Linked DNA regions of Zea mays: regions 1 and 2 are each linked to region 3. The links are chromatin contacts, called in public Hi-C maps. All regions are on one chromosome and are shown on one strand. The core of a region is the stretch at or near the end of the contact, and the rest is flanking DNA. Distances in the headings are between cores, read along the strand shown.

Evidence for each region. Hi-C and Micro-C count contacts between places; a contact is called where the count stands out from the background.
Region 1: a Hi-C map of ear shows a contact between it and region 3, with 1.6 times the contacts expected there. The contact joins the promoter of LOC100285877 here to the enhancer-like site in region 3. A contact is called at or near these places in 2 of 25 Hi-C or Micro-C datasets (ear and tassel).
Region 2: a contact with region 3 is called in a Hi-C map of ear, with 2.2 times the contacts expected there. The contact joins the promoter of LOC103651130 here to the enhancer-like site in region 3. A contact is called at or near these places in 2 of 25 Hi-C or Micro-C datasets (ear and leaf).

Annotation. Positions count from the first base shown.
Region 1 is chr3:194,911,054-194,915,005 of Zm-B73-REFERENCE-NAM-5.0, forward strand. It overlaps LOC100285877 (peroxidase 56), which reads left to right and starts at 2,471. Exons shown (of 4, transcript NM_001158767.1): 1 at 2,471-2,875; 2 at 2,986-3,171; 3 at 3,288-3,453; 4 at 3,580-3,952. The coding sequence starts at 2,621.
Region 2 is chr3:194,957,095-194,961,079 of Zm-B73-REFERENCE-NAM-5.0, forward strand. LOC103651130 (autophagy-related protein 18f) reads left to right here and starts at 1,500. Exons shown (of 8, transcript XM_008676728.4): 1 at 1,500-2,319; 2 at 3,662-3,985. The coding sequence starts at 2,140.
Region 3 is chr3:195,158,282-195,162,258 of Zm-B73-REFERENCE-NAM-5.0, forward strand. No RefSeq gene overlaps it. Among protein-coding and RNA genes, the nearest start is that of LOC103651132, 6.5 kb to the right of the region's middle. Within about 2 kb of position 1,665, at least 19 of the 20 cell types and tissues checked have an H3K27ac peak or open chromatin away from gene starts, as enhancers often do. A contact at or near this core is called in ear, leaf and tassel, where this site is marked.

The DNA.
Region 1 (3,952 bases), core at 1,221-3,720, 250 kb before region 3:
TCTACATAGAATATACTGATGTTTCTAGTAAACTTAACTTCAGTTTTTTAGTAGACGAAAATTAAGATACATATCAGAAAGATATGGAGAGGGGGTCCATCTATAGATGGCTAAACGGGCCCGGTCGGCCCGACCCGACACGACCCGTGTTCGGCACGACCCATTTAAGGCACGACCCGTCAGGCCCGGTTAGCAAACCATGCCGTGCTAGACGGGCCCACGTGCCGCCGTAGCGGCCCAGACACGGTCCGTCAACATGCTAGTCGTGTTAGGCCGGTCCTGTAGCACGTTGGCTCATCTGAGTATAATGTATAATTCAGCAAAAAATGTGTAGCTATGGGGGCTTAAACACGCAACCAAGTGTATGAGAGACTTAAACACACCCACCTAGCCAATGCGGCTACAATTTTATTGTGTTATAATTAGGGCTGGAAAAAAAAGCTCAAGCTCGACGAGCTGGCTCGGGCTCGTAGCAGCTCGGCTCGGCTCGGACCGGCTCGACGCTCAAAACGAGCCCGAGCCGAGCCTGTTTTTGTGGCTCGTGAAAAGAGCGAGCCAGCTCGGCTCGGCTCGGTGCAGCTCGCGAGCTGGCTCGTGACTCGACCCAACAACAATTTGTTACATAAAATCTTAATTAGCATATAATATTAGTACCGAGTAGACAATAATTTATGTTATTCGAGATTACTATACAAAAATAATCTATTTTCTATATTATATTAGTGATATATCTATTTTACTAATTTAAAATATTTTTAAGATTTTATATAATAATTTAGAAAACAGATTTACGTTTATGGCTAGGCTCGTTGGCTCGGTCAACAGCTCGCGAGCCTGGAGCGAGCCGAGCCGAGCCGAGCCGCTTTTTCGAGCTCGCCAGATGAACGAGCCGAGCCAAGGTCGGCTCGTTGCATGAGCGAGCCGAGCTCGGCTCGGCTCGTTTCCACCCCCAGTTATAATGTTATATGTTGAATTCTTATACTTAATATATATAAAATATTAAATTTAATAAAAAAATATAACTGTGTCGTGCTCGTGCCAGCACTACGGATCGAGATGGTGGCCCAGTCACAGCACTTTAGTTGTACCGTACCAGGCAGTGTCACTATACTAGCAGGGCCAGGTCATGTCTGATTCGTGTTTTTTCATGTCGTACTTGAGCTGATCCATCGTGTTAGTGTCATATGGCCATCTATAGGTCCATCGGATTTGGGTTCGTAGGGCGGGCGCCCTGGTGAAGCTCTACCAAATCTGGCCCTGCCTGTAGGCAGTCTCTTCATTTACCAGCGCCCTGTTCTCTTCCCTGACCTGCACCCCAACAACCGGCGCCCAGTTTTGTTGCCGATGTTCATGTGCCATCAACAGCAGCGGCTTCGTTTGCTTAGTCAAATGGTGCTTTTGCTTCCGGATCTTCATCCTCTTTTACTGATTTGTTTGAACTTTGAAAGGTAGCAGAGTCTGTAATCCTCTTGACTTTGCCCTATACTGGATGAATATTGAACTGGTGAGCAGTCTGTGGAGGTGATTGAAGTGATATGTCTAGCTTTTTGATCGAATTGTTTAGCTTGCCTTTTTCTCATTTGCTGAATCCCTCTTAGGAGATTTATCATTTTCCAATTCTTTCCTACAAGCTTTATCGCTGTCAGATTTCTTCTTTATTTTCTCTGTTTCTGCTTCCTTCTGGGATTTCTTCTTTTCGAGGTCCAGTGTTGTAACTACTGTAAAAACACATGGGAAGACCGTGCGCGGTGCGCCGCTCTTAATTTACCAAGCGTGGATTAAAATAGGGAGCAGGCTGCTGAAGATAGCCTCATACCTGATTCGGTGGACGACATTCTTTATCGCATATGTCCAGTTTTACAATTCCATCCTGCGAAACGATAAAACTTTGACTTTGAACAAGTACGCTTAAGCGTAACAGCCCAGAAGATGGCCCCGGCAGGTGGACTGGTTCACCAAGAAACATCCGCGGCCTCCTCCGTCTTGCTGGTGCTGGGCAACAACGCCCGTGCGTCAACCGTTTCGCAGTCAGCACGTACGCAGCTAACATAGGCCACGAGCTGAATCCCGCGCTACACCTCGCTGGTCGCTGGGTGAATTTTCTTTCTTCTTAACAAGCTTCCAAGTCATGGTTGCTTACAATATCATCAGGTACGGTCCAGCGACCATGGCGACAAACTCCCAGCCTCCTGGTCCTGGTGAACAGCCAAGCCATGTACATGTAGACATGGGCTGATGGCTCTGGTAGTCGGCTGAAAGAATCCTCCCGTTGACGATCGCAAAGGGCATGACAGGACGGGCCCAATCCGTGCACCTGCTCGCCCGCCTCCTGCCTGCCGATCCCCGTCCCGTGTGAAATGGCTATTGCGCTCGCTTCTCCTTTGTATTCCGCTAGCTAGCCGGGTTCTGAGATCCCGAAAGCGAGGGTCGACCTACCTACCACTGCCTCGCTTTCAGCGAAGACTTTCCCATCACTTGTTTATGCTCGCGCCCGGGGGGAGGGCTGGCTGGCGGATACTTGCAGTTTTATACTCCAGGCGTACGCTACGCGGTTGGGCCGCGGGCGTCCAGTTCTCTGCCTTCTCCGATCCACCGATCGAATTCCAGTTCCAGGCGGCCGATGGCATTGAGGCGGCGGCTGTTGCTGCTGGTGGTGGTCGTGGCGGCCGCCGTCGCTCGCTGCCGGGCGGACGACCCCGCGGTGAGCATGCTGCTGCCGGGACTCCCGGTCGCCGGCCTCGCCGTGGGGTTCTACAACGAGAAGTGCCCGCAGGCGGAGGACCTGGTGCTCGCCGAGATGCGGACCCTCGTCGACAAAGACGAGACCATCGGCCCGGCGCTGCTGCGCTTCATGTTCCACGACTGCCTCGTCCGGGTGCGTACGTTGCCGCAGCCGGCCTTCTCATCGTCTGCCTACTGCTTGATACGAGCTTCCTGGATGTCTTTTTTTTTTTGTTGTTGTTGTTGCCTCGCGCGCGTGCGCAGGGCTGCGACGCGTCGATCATGCTCGTCTCGCGGAACGGGACTGCGGAGAGGGACGCCTTCCCGAGCTACGGCCTCCGGGGCTACGCCGAGATCGAGCACATCAAGGCCAAGCTGGAGGACGCGTGCCCGCTGACCGTGTCGTGCGCGGACATCATCGTCATGGCGGCCCGGGACGCCGTGTACCTGGTAAATAAAATAATTATAAGCAGCCTCCGACATAATTTGTTGCTCTCCTCGATCGGACCATATCAACCTAGCTACACATTAATTGAATTGAAGAAGCGGCTTCTCCTTGTTCCCAGAGCAACGGGCCGCGGTACGCCGTGGAGACCGGCCGCCGCGACGGCAAGGTGTCGGCGGAGTACGACGCCGACAACGACCTCCCGCCGCCCTCCTCCAAAATCGTCGACCTCAAGACCTACTTCAGCTTCAAGGGGTTGGGCTGGAAGGACCTCGTCGTGCTGTCAGGTACAATACAACCAATGAGCTGTCCAACTACGTACGTACGTACGTCCTGCAAGCAAAGTAGCTAGACGACTGATCGATCGACGACGGTGGTACACACGGAACAATCCCTGACTGCATGCAGTGCAGGAAGCCACACGATCGGGAGGGCGCAGTGCACCACGTTCGCGTCGGACCGGCTGTACAACTACAGCGGCCACGTGGGGCAGGACCCGTCGCTGAACAAGGCGTACGCGGCGCAGCTGCGGGAGATGTGCGAGCCGGGGCTCGCCGACGACACCACCATGGTGGAGATGGACCCGCGCAGCCCCTACACCTTCGACCTCAGCTACTACCGCAACGTGCGCGCCAACCGGGGCCTCTTCACCTCGGACCAGGCCCTCCTCGACGACCCGTGGACCAGCGCGTACGTCGAGCGCATGGCCGACGCGGCGTCGCCCGACGAATTCTTCGCCGACTACGCGGCCGCCATCACCAACATGGGCCGCATCGAGGTGCTCAC
Region 2 (3,985 bases), core at 250-2,749, 200 kb before region 3:
GAGAATCTGCAAACAAGCTAGTTGAAAACTTGTACCCGAAAACTTAAAATTGGTATCTCTATATCTAATAGTGCAGACAAATAGGTACAACAATGTCAAATAGTGTAGGCACCTGAAAACTGGTATCTCTTATCTAAAGCTTCGCTTTTGTCCAGTAGCTAGCTTTTTTCTAATTGTAGTTCATTTAATATGGTAGCACATTATTCTGCACTTTTAATTTGATAACAGTTAGCACCATTTGAATTATTTTGGTTTGCTTTCTACATAAATTTCAAATTTTTATCTGTTGATTTCTGCTTTATTCCTTATTTAAACTTTACAGACAGGGAATATTGGTCATATGGAGGCAGAGCCTTGCACACCAGTATGAGCTATATATATGTTGCATTTCTTCATGTTTGGGCTCATCATGTAATAGAACCTGAAGGCAGGTTGTTGCAAGACTTGTATGGCATGCTTAAATTTTTGAACAAAATATAGCTCACACAGAGACATTACATGCTTAATTTTTTTGAACAAATTAATATATGTATCGAGAATCGTATGACACATAAATTTCTTGAGAAATGACTTGTTCTATGCTTTAATTTTGTTGGTTTTATTGGCTTTTGTTGGTATTTAAGTTTGGGGTTTAATCCACATGGAATAAACGAACAAACATAGTTGTTTGGGTTTTGGAATATAATCCATATGGACCAAACGAACAAACATTGGTTAATTGAGTTTTGGGATTAAATCCCACAAGGGATTGGGTGAAAGGCTTGGATTCACCCAATCCATGTGGGGTGAAAAACCAATCTGAAAAATTTTCCAGAAGTGCCGAACAAGGCCTTAGTGAAAAAGGCAAAAAGAAATGCAATGGATCCAAAGGGTGCAGGTACATGCCTTCTCTGTTCTCTCCCCTGATCTCTTGAGCGAAGGAAAAAAAAATCACGGCACGCTCGTTGCAGCATTTTTGTTTTGGCTGCGACTAGTATCCACAGGCACGCTCTGTTGCTTAGCAGAGCCCGGTTTATTCAGCTGGATCTCAAGTGATTCCCATGCTAAACACGGGCCCTTGCGTGTTCCACAAAGCATGCTTTCACGTTATGGTCGTATCCTCGCATGTGCAATCGACATATTCTACACTCCTAGTTGCGGGGTGTTGGGATGGGTACTCAAACTACCTGGCAGCTTGCATTTGCAATATCCGGGCTTTATTAGGAGCCAAATTTGCCTTGGGAACCAAGATTCCTGTTCGTGCTACGACATTTTCTGCATTCGTGGTTCGTGCTCCACTCCGTGTGTTCCGAACGGGACATTATGTACGTAATCATCGTACGGGTATGCCATGAAAGTCCGGTCGAGAACGCCAGATCTGCTCAGCTCTGACCCCCAGGCCCCAACGTTCAGAAATTAAAAAGTAGGCGGCAGCCAACGACGCGAGTACTTGTACTTCCCTACACGGCAAGCTGTACACATTTATCTCGTAGACGGCTAGATGACGCTTGGTTTATCCCCCAGCCGTTTGGTTTATCTCCCCAGGCAAGCCAACGGGCAGCGGCCGCCCCACCCCACTTCACCCGTCTCGCCCTGCTTCCGCGCCGTATTCTCTCTTCTCTCCTACCCACAAACAAACCCGAACTGAACACTGCTTAGCAGCTAGTATTCTATTTCTCTTAATCCCGTCGTCTCGTCCAGCGAAAAGAGGAGGAAAAAAACACACGGAACCGCAGGCAAACCCTCGCTTTCTCCGATCGAATTGCTCGTCCCCGTGCAACCACCACCGGTTCGGCCGCTCCCCACCACCAGTCCTCCCCGCCCCCGCCCGCCGGACGATCTACTAGGCCTCTCGCCCCGCGCGTGCCGATTTCCCCCACCTCGAGCGCCGCCCTCCTCCCGCGCCCATGGCGAGCACCTGAGGATACGGTCAGTGGGCTGTTTCTCTGCGAGAGTCCCACGAGTCCCCACAGAAACAGCCCGGGGGCATCAGCGATCGATTCGGAACGCCTTGGTTCGGTCTGATTGCCGGATTGGTGGTTTCGTCTCGGCCTCGGCTTCCTCAACTATCTAGCTTGGAAGCCAAGTCTGGGCTTGCTTCGTGTGGATTGCATCTGGGGAGGCGGTAGCGTGCACGGGTGTGATTCTCGGACCGGCTTCATGCGGGACGGCGCGCCGGCTCCTCGCGCCGGCGGGGGCTTCTTCTCGGCGCGGTCGCTCTCCAACTGCATGAGGATCGTGTCGTCGGGGGCGTCCACGGCCGCCTCCACGCTGCGCTCGGCCGGGGCATCGCTGGTCAACTCGATGGCCAGCCACGAGGAGGATGCAAGTCGTGACCAGGTTCGTTAACCTTTGCTTGTTTAATCGATACTAGTATGTCGCTCCCCTACTTTTTTGTGTGTGCAAATATAAGATTTACTAGTAGTTTATATTGATACCCTGCTAATTATAGGGCACTGGGGAAGCTTTTAGTTGGTTCACGTGTGCGTTAGTTAAAATGAGCAAAAAAGTGTGTTGATGGCTGGAACTGGAAGGCACTTCCGTTTCTGTTTCTGCCCCAAGTCATACCTACTAGGATTTAGGGTTATTGTCAGTTTTTTCATGCACTTATACTGACAATCAGTATACCATCTCTGTTATTTGAACTAGATGCTCTTTTAGTGCTTCGTCTTATCAAGTCCATTTAGGTTTGTCCTACTCCTAATTCAAACTATTTTACCTTTGACTATCAATTTTTTCTAAAAATTAACATAGACTGATAACACAATTCACATTGTTACTAGGTTCATTATGGAAAATACTATCATACTAGTATATAGCTATTCCCATTTACGACAACATATTTTTCAAAGATATTGCTATAGGAAGTGTCATACTGAGAGACTGCTGATCAGACGGGCTACTGTATTATTTTAGTAGTTAGTGGTGCTTGTTCAGAACTAAGAAGTTTGCAAATACGCTGAGATGATTCGGGTATAATCGTACAAGCCAAGCTGCAGATATGGAACCATGCAGCTTTCACAATTAGTCAAGTTAACTTTGGGTCCTGCTTTTAATCTTGGGATTGGAAAGTGATGGTTGGTCAAGACAAGACACTATGACACTATATATGCTACATCCTTTTGTTCCCCTCTAATGGTTTGTTATTGTATTAAATTGTTATAATATCAAGTTGAGGACTGAAGTTATGCTCTGGTTTACTGAGTTATGGATTCCCACTTTGTCATGAAAATCGAACTTCAATTTCACCATGGTCTGAACTGTATGTAAGATAGACTCCAATGCTGAGCAAAAAGTTGGTTATAAACTGTGACTTCACATTATAGTTCCATATTGAAAAATACATATAGTAAAATAAAAGTATGCTCCACATTTTAATCCTCCAGTCTCTCAACCATGTAAAATTGTATGTAATCTTTTGCAACTCTTTGTTTGTTTGTACACATCATTCTTTATGCATGTTTTGACTTTTGAGTTATGTTGAAATTGACCACCATCTTTGGCTTTTTGCATAGTGTGTATAAAACAAATTGCAGTGTCTATATGTTTGTTGTATACTGTAATGAAAGCTGTATATACATCAAATCAATAAAATGATCTAAGGTTTGGTTTTTTAATTTTTTGAGTATTTAATCCATACAAACAATGAACTAAAACCCTTCTTACCTGTCATGATCTGCAGGTACAGTGGGCTGGCTTTGATAAACTTGAATGTGGGGGTGGCTTGCTACGGCAAGTTTTGTTGCTGGCTTATAAATCTGGTTTCCAAGTGTGGGATGTGGAACATGCTGATGATGTAAGACAGCTAGAATCCAGACACGATGGTGCTGTTTCGTTTATTCAAGTGCTGAAGGATCCAATTTTCACAACAGAATCTGGAGACAGATTTGCAGACACACGACCATTGCTAGCTCTTGCCTGTGAAGGAACTCACACAGGAAGTGGAAAGAACCATGATACTAATGTTCCTGTTTTTGATGGAACCAATGGTGCTTTCCATAGTATA
Region 3 (3,977 bases), core at 415-2,914:
TGCCTAGACAATTTAATACGGTATCAGAGGTGAATCAAGTATAAAAAAAAACATCCTCGTTACTTAGAAGTGCAATTCTAAACACCATATCCAGGAAGTGTGTATATTACCTGAGGACCAGTGAAAGCTCACAATCTTTAGAGACCTTAAAACTGTGAAAGGGAATTCTCAACAACCCATAAAAAGAAGAAGTTAAGTAATCACATGATCTACTGTTGTGTGGTATACAAGTTCAGCTCAAAGATAAAGAATAGAAAAGAATACGGCGATGCTGGAGTATAAAGAATCATGAGTCTTATAGAAAGGATTGTATGATTAAGCGTCCACATCTTCCTAAAAAAACCAAAATTAACTCAAATGCATATCTTCCTGATGGGAAAATTACAGCAATATAAATGTGATATTATAACCACACTAACCACAGCTAGCTACATCAATATAACTCCGGCAATATAAAATTACGTGTTGCTTACCCTCAGCAATATAAAATTACATGTTGCTTACTCTCTGTCACACACACATACACACAATCTCCAGCTAGCTAGATCGATTGGGTTGGTTAAGCTAAACCAGTTTGAGATTGTTAAGACGTCGCCCTTTTCTTGATGCGGAGTTGTACAGACCGCTCTAAAGACATTCATCATGCGCGTCAACTAAGAGTTTGATAAAGTTCAACAGCTGAAAGAAATGTCACGTGGCAATGGGTATGTTTAAATGCACTAAAGCTAATAGTTGGCTACTAAAATTAGTCGTATACATCCAAACAGTCTAGATAAAAGTTCAACAATTAGACATTTTTAGCAAATTAGATAATAGCTAGCTAAATATTTTTAGCAAATTAGCAAATTTCACTAGCAATTTTGGTAACAGAGAAATTTGGGTAAGAAAAGATATGTTTGAAAATTACAATCTTAATGATAAATCAGCAATCTAGAAAACGCTAGAGCCCATCAGCCAACAGTTATACATGTCCCCTCTCTATCTGTAACATGTTTTTTCTCTTTTGGGTACGCTCGGGACCATAGGTCCTACTATGACGATATTACAAAATGATACTCCCTCCGTTTCTTTTTATTTGTCGCTGGATAGTGTAAAATTGCACTATCCAGCGACAAATAAAAAGAAACGGAGGGAGTACAAACTATGTACTATAAATATTAATATCTTTTTTATATATTTAGTTCAAATTAAAAAAAATGATTGACTCTTAAAGATAAGAACGTCAGCTGTTTTGGGACGTGGGAGAAGAATCAACATGGTCTTTGTATGTACGTCTTATCGCTTGCTAGTACATATAAGAGGTGTCCGACGCCCCTAGGCCCAGCAGAAAAACATCGAAACCTGGGCCTAAAGATAGAACACATATAGAGGGCTTGTAGCTAATAACGACTGGGCTTGATAATATAAGTCCCAGCTGGGCTCCCATAGATGAAAAAAAAAAGGAACGCTGCACCTATTATTTGGTGTGGAGGAAGGGCTAGCCTAGAGGTTTCTTGCAAGTTGCCAAACAAACCGGCGCGGCCTATTATTTGAGCGCCCGGGGAAAGGAAAGGAAACAGTGTCGTGTCGGATCTCGTATCTGGACAGTTGGGATGGAGCGCGTGCGGAGGGTTGAATCGCGCACAGTTGCCTTGGTCGTGAGACACAGCGCCGGCATCGCACCTGCGGGCGTGCGGTAGGATAGCGACCAGATGGAGGCCAGGGCGGGCCCGCCGGTAGCTGGGAATGTCCCCTGCCTCGTCGCTGTCCCACGGGCGCGGTTCACGGCAAGATGCAGCGCACCAATGATTCCGCCCGGCGCCCTCCACCGTGCGCGGAGGGAGGCGAGACACCAAAAGAAGCCCCGAGCCACGTCGTGGTCCGCGCACAGCGCGTGGCATGGCATGTCCCCCGCCTGGTGATTCGACGGCACGAATCGTCCGTCAGCCATCGATCGTTAGCTGGGGCGGAGTTAATGGACGCGACGCAACCAGATTTCCCCGCCATTTATCAGTCCAACTAGATCGCTCCGTCGTCCATTCACTGGGGGAAACCCCCTTTTTTGGCGCGTACTTGCTGGGCGTGGGAATCAAACGCGGGGCCGGATCGGAGTGTGGCATGGCACCAAACGTTACGAGACAAGGGATTGAATGGCGCTCTGATTCCCTGCCTCCCTCCCTCCCCTCTTGTTTACTCGCCTCAGTGCCTCATCTGCAACTGTAACATATGCCTTTGGTAGCCATGCAGCCCGACGGGCCATCGATGGCGCATAGGACAGCAGAGCACGGGGGGGCCGGCATTCCTATCCTACCCATGCCCTGCCGCGGCCGGGAGTTGGAGGCGGGAGCGCGCGCGCGTGCGACGCCTTTTCCTTTCGGCTGACGACGACGCGTGGGATGCGGCGACGGAGGGATGGGCCGGCCGGCCGAGGCCGCGGAGCGAGCCACGTCGACGTCGAGGGGGGGATGCCGCACCAGCCAGCACCAGGCTGGCCCCCCGTCAGCGCGCCACCGTCCCCTCCCCTGCCCTGCATTAACCGGTGGCATGGGGCGGGCCGCGGGCGGGGCAACATGTCCCGTGCTCCACGCTTCTTTAAACTCCCACCCAACCGGCCAGCCCAACCACTGTCGCTTATTCTGAGGGATCTTATCAGGAACCCAAGGATTTCTGTAGCGGCATAGCTAGCATCGGATGGGAGCGAGCGACGACGCACAGCAGGTTGGGGCGGGGCGTTGCAGTGCTCCAGTGCTCGATCGGTGTCATGCTGCAAGCCCGTATGGGTCTGACTGATCGGCATACTATGCGGCTGTTGACCAGTTGGACGACGCTGCACTGACGAGACCGCACGGCCGATTGACCAGGTCAAAATGGTCTGACAACTGGTAGTCAGTCTGGATGAGGGGCAAGCAATGATTGGCAGTTGCACGCACGCACGCACGCTACAGGAGCAGCACGTTCGGTACAGAGCGATTGGCCGGTTTGGCAGCACTCCCCGGCCGCTCCAGGTCCCCCTCTCCCGCACACAACACAACACACAATGACACAAACCCCCGTGCCAGTCAGTCCGGCAGCCCCCAGCCCCATTCCAGCAAGCCGCGCACGCCCGGAGCCGCGGAGATCATTACCGCCAAAGGTGCGCCACCGCGCCGGGGGCCGCCCTGTCGTCTTTGTACCGTGCCGTCCACATGGATGCCTGCCTGTTTGTTGCCTGGGGGTGTGCTGTAGCGGTAGGCTCGCGCTCGCCTGTTCCGGCTTTAAACGCAACGCCTTTCGGCCTTTGCCTTTGTCGTCTGCTCCCCTTGATCCGCCGATCGCCACCAGCTCCGATCCCCCTCACGACTGGGGGTGGACGAACTAACGTTTCGGCCTTTTGAATCGATGTCTTTACGATCCAATCGCTGGAATTTGTACGAGTTCGTGTGTAAAGACCTGATCCAAACGCTCGCGGTTCCAGGAAGATTGGCAACCAGGCATGCCCACGTATAAGCGCCCCCGGTGCTTTATAGAACAACTAATTAAGCTAGTATACTGCTGGAGCTGGAGTACAAAGTCACGGCTAGAGAGGGAACGCTAGCTTGTCATATGCATGGAATCGTACATGGTTGTATGCAATTTATTTGTAGGAATTTTAAATCCATGTACCACTCCTCATTTCTACCCTCTCTAGCTAGTAATTGATGAGGCGATTTTACTAATACAATGAGGAGTGGTGCTAAACTAAGGGCACATATGTAAAAATGCCTAAAGTATGGTAAAAAAAACTTAGCCTAAATCACTGTTTTTTTATGGTTAGGGTTCGAATATGCATGGTCGCAGCCGTACTATTCATTATTAGATTTGTTTCCGTCTTCGATCGCTGTCATCTTCAGAGACCTAGACGCCTAGCTAGTACTACGTACGTACCGAGATCAATGAGTTGCTGACACAGATGTCTGATCTAGGAGTATCAGTTGAGCGCTGCCCAGTGATCGAATTAAGACGCCCGGCCTGCCAAAGAG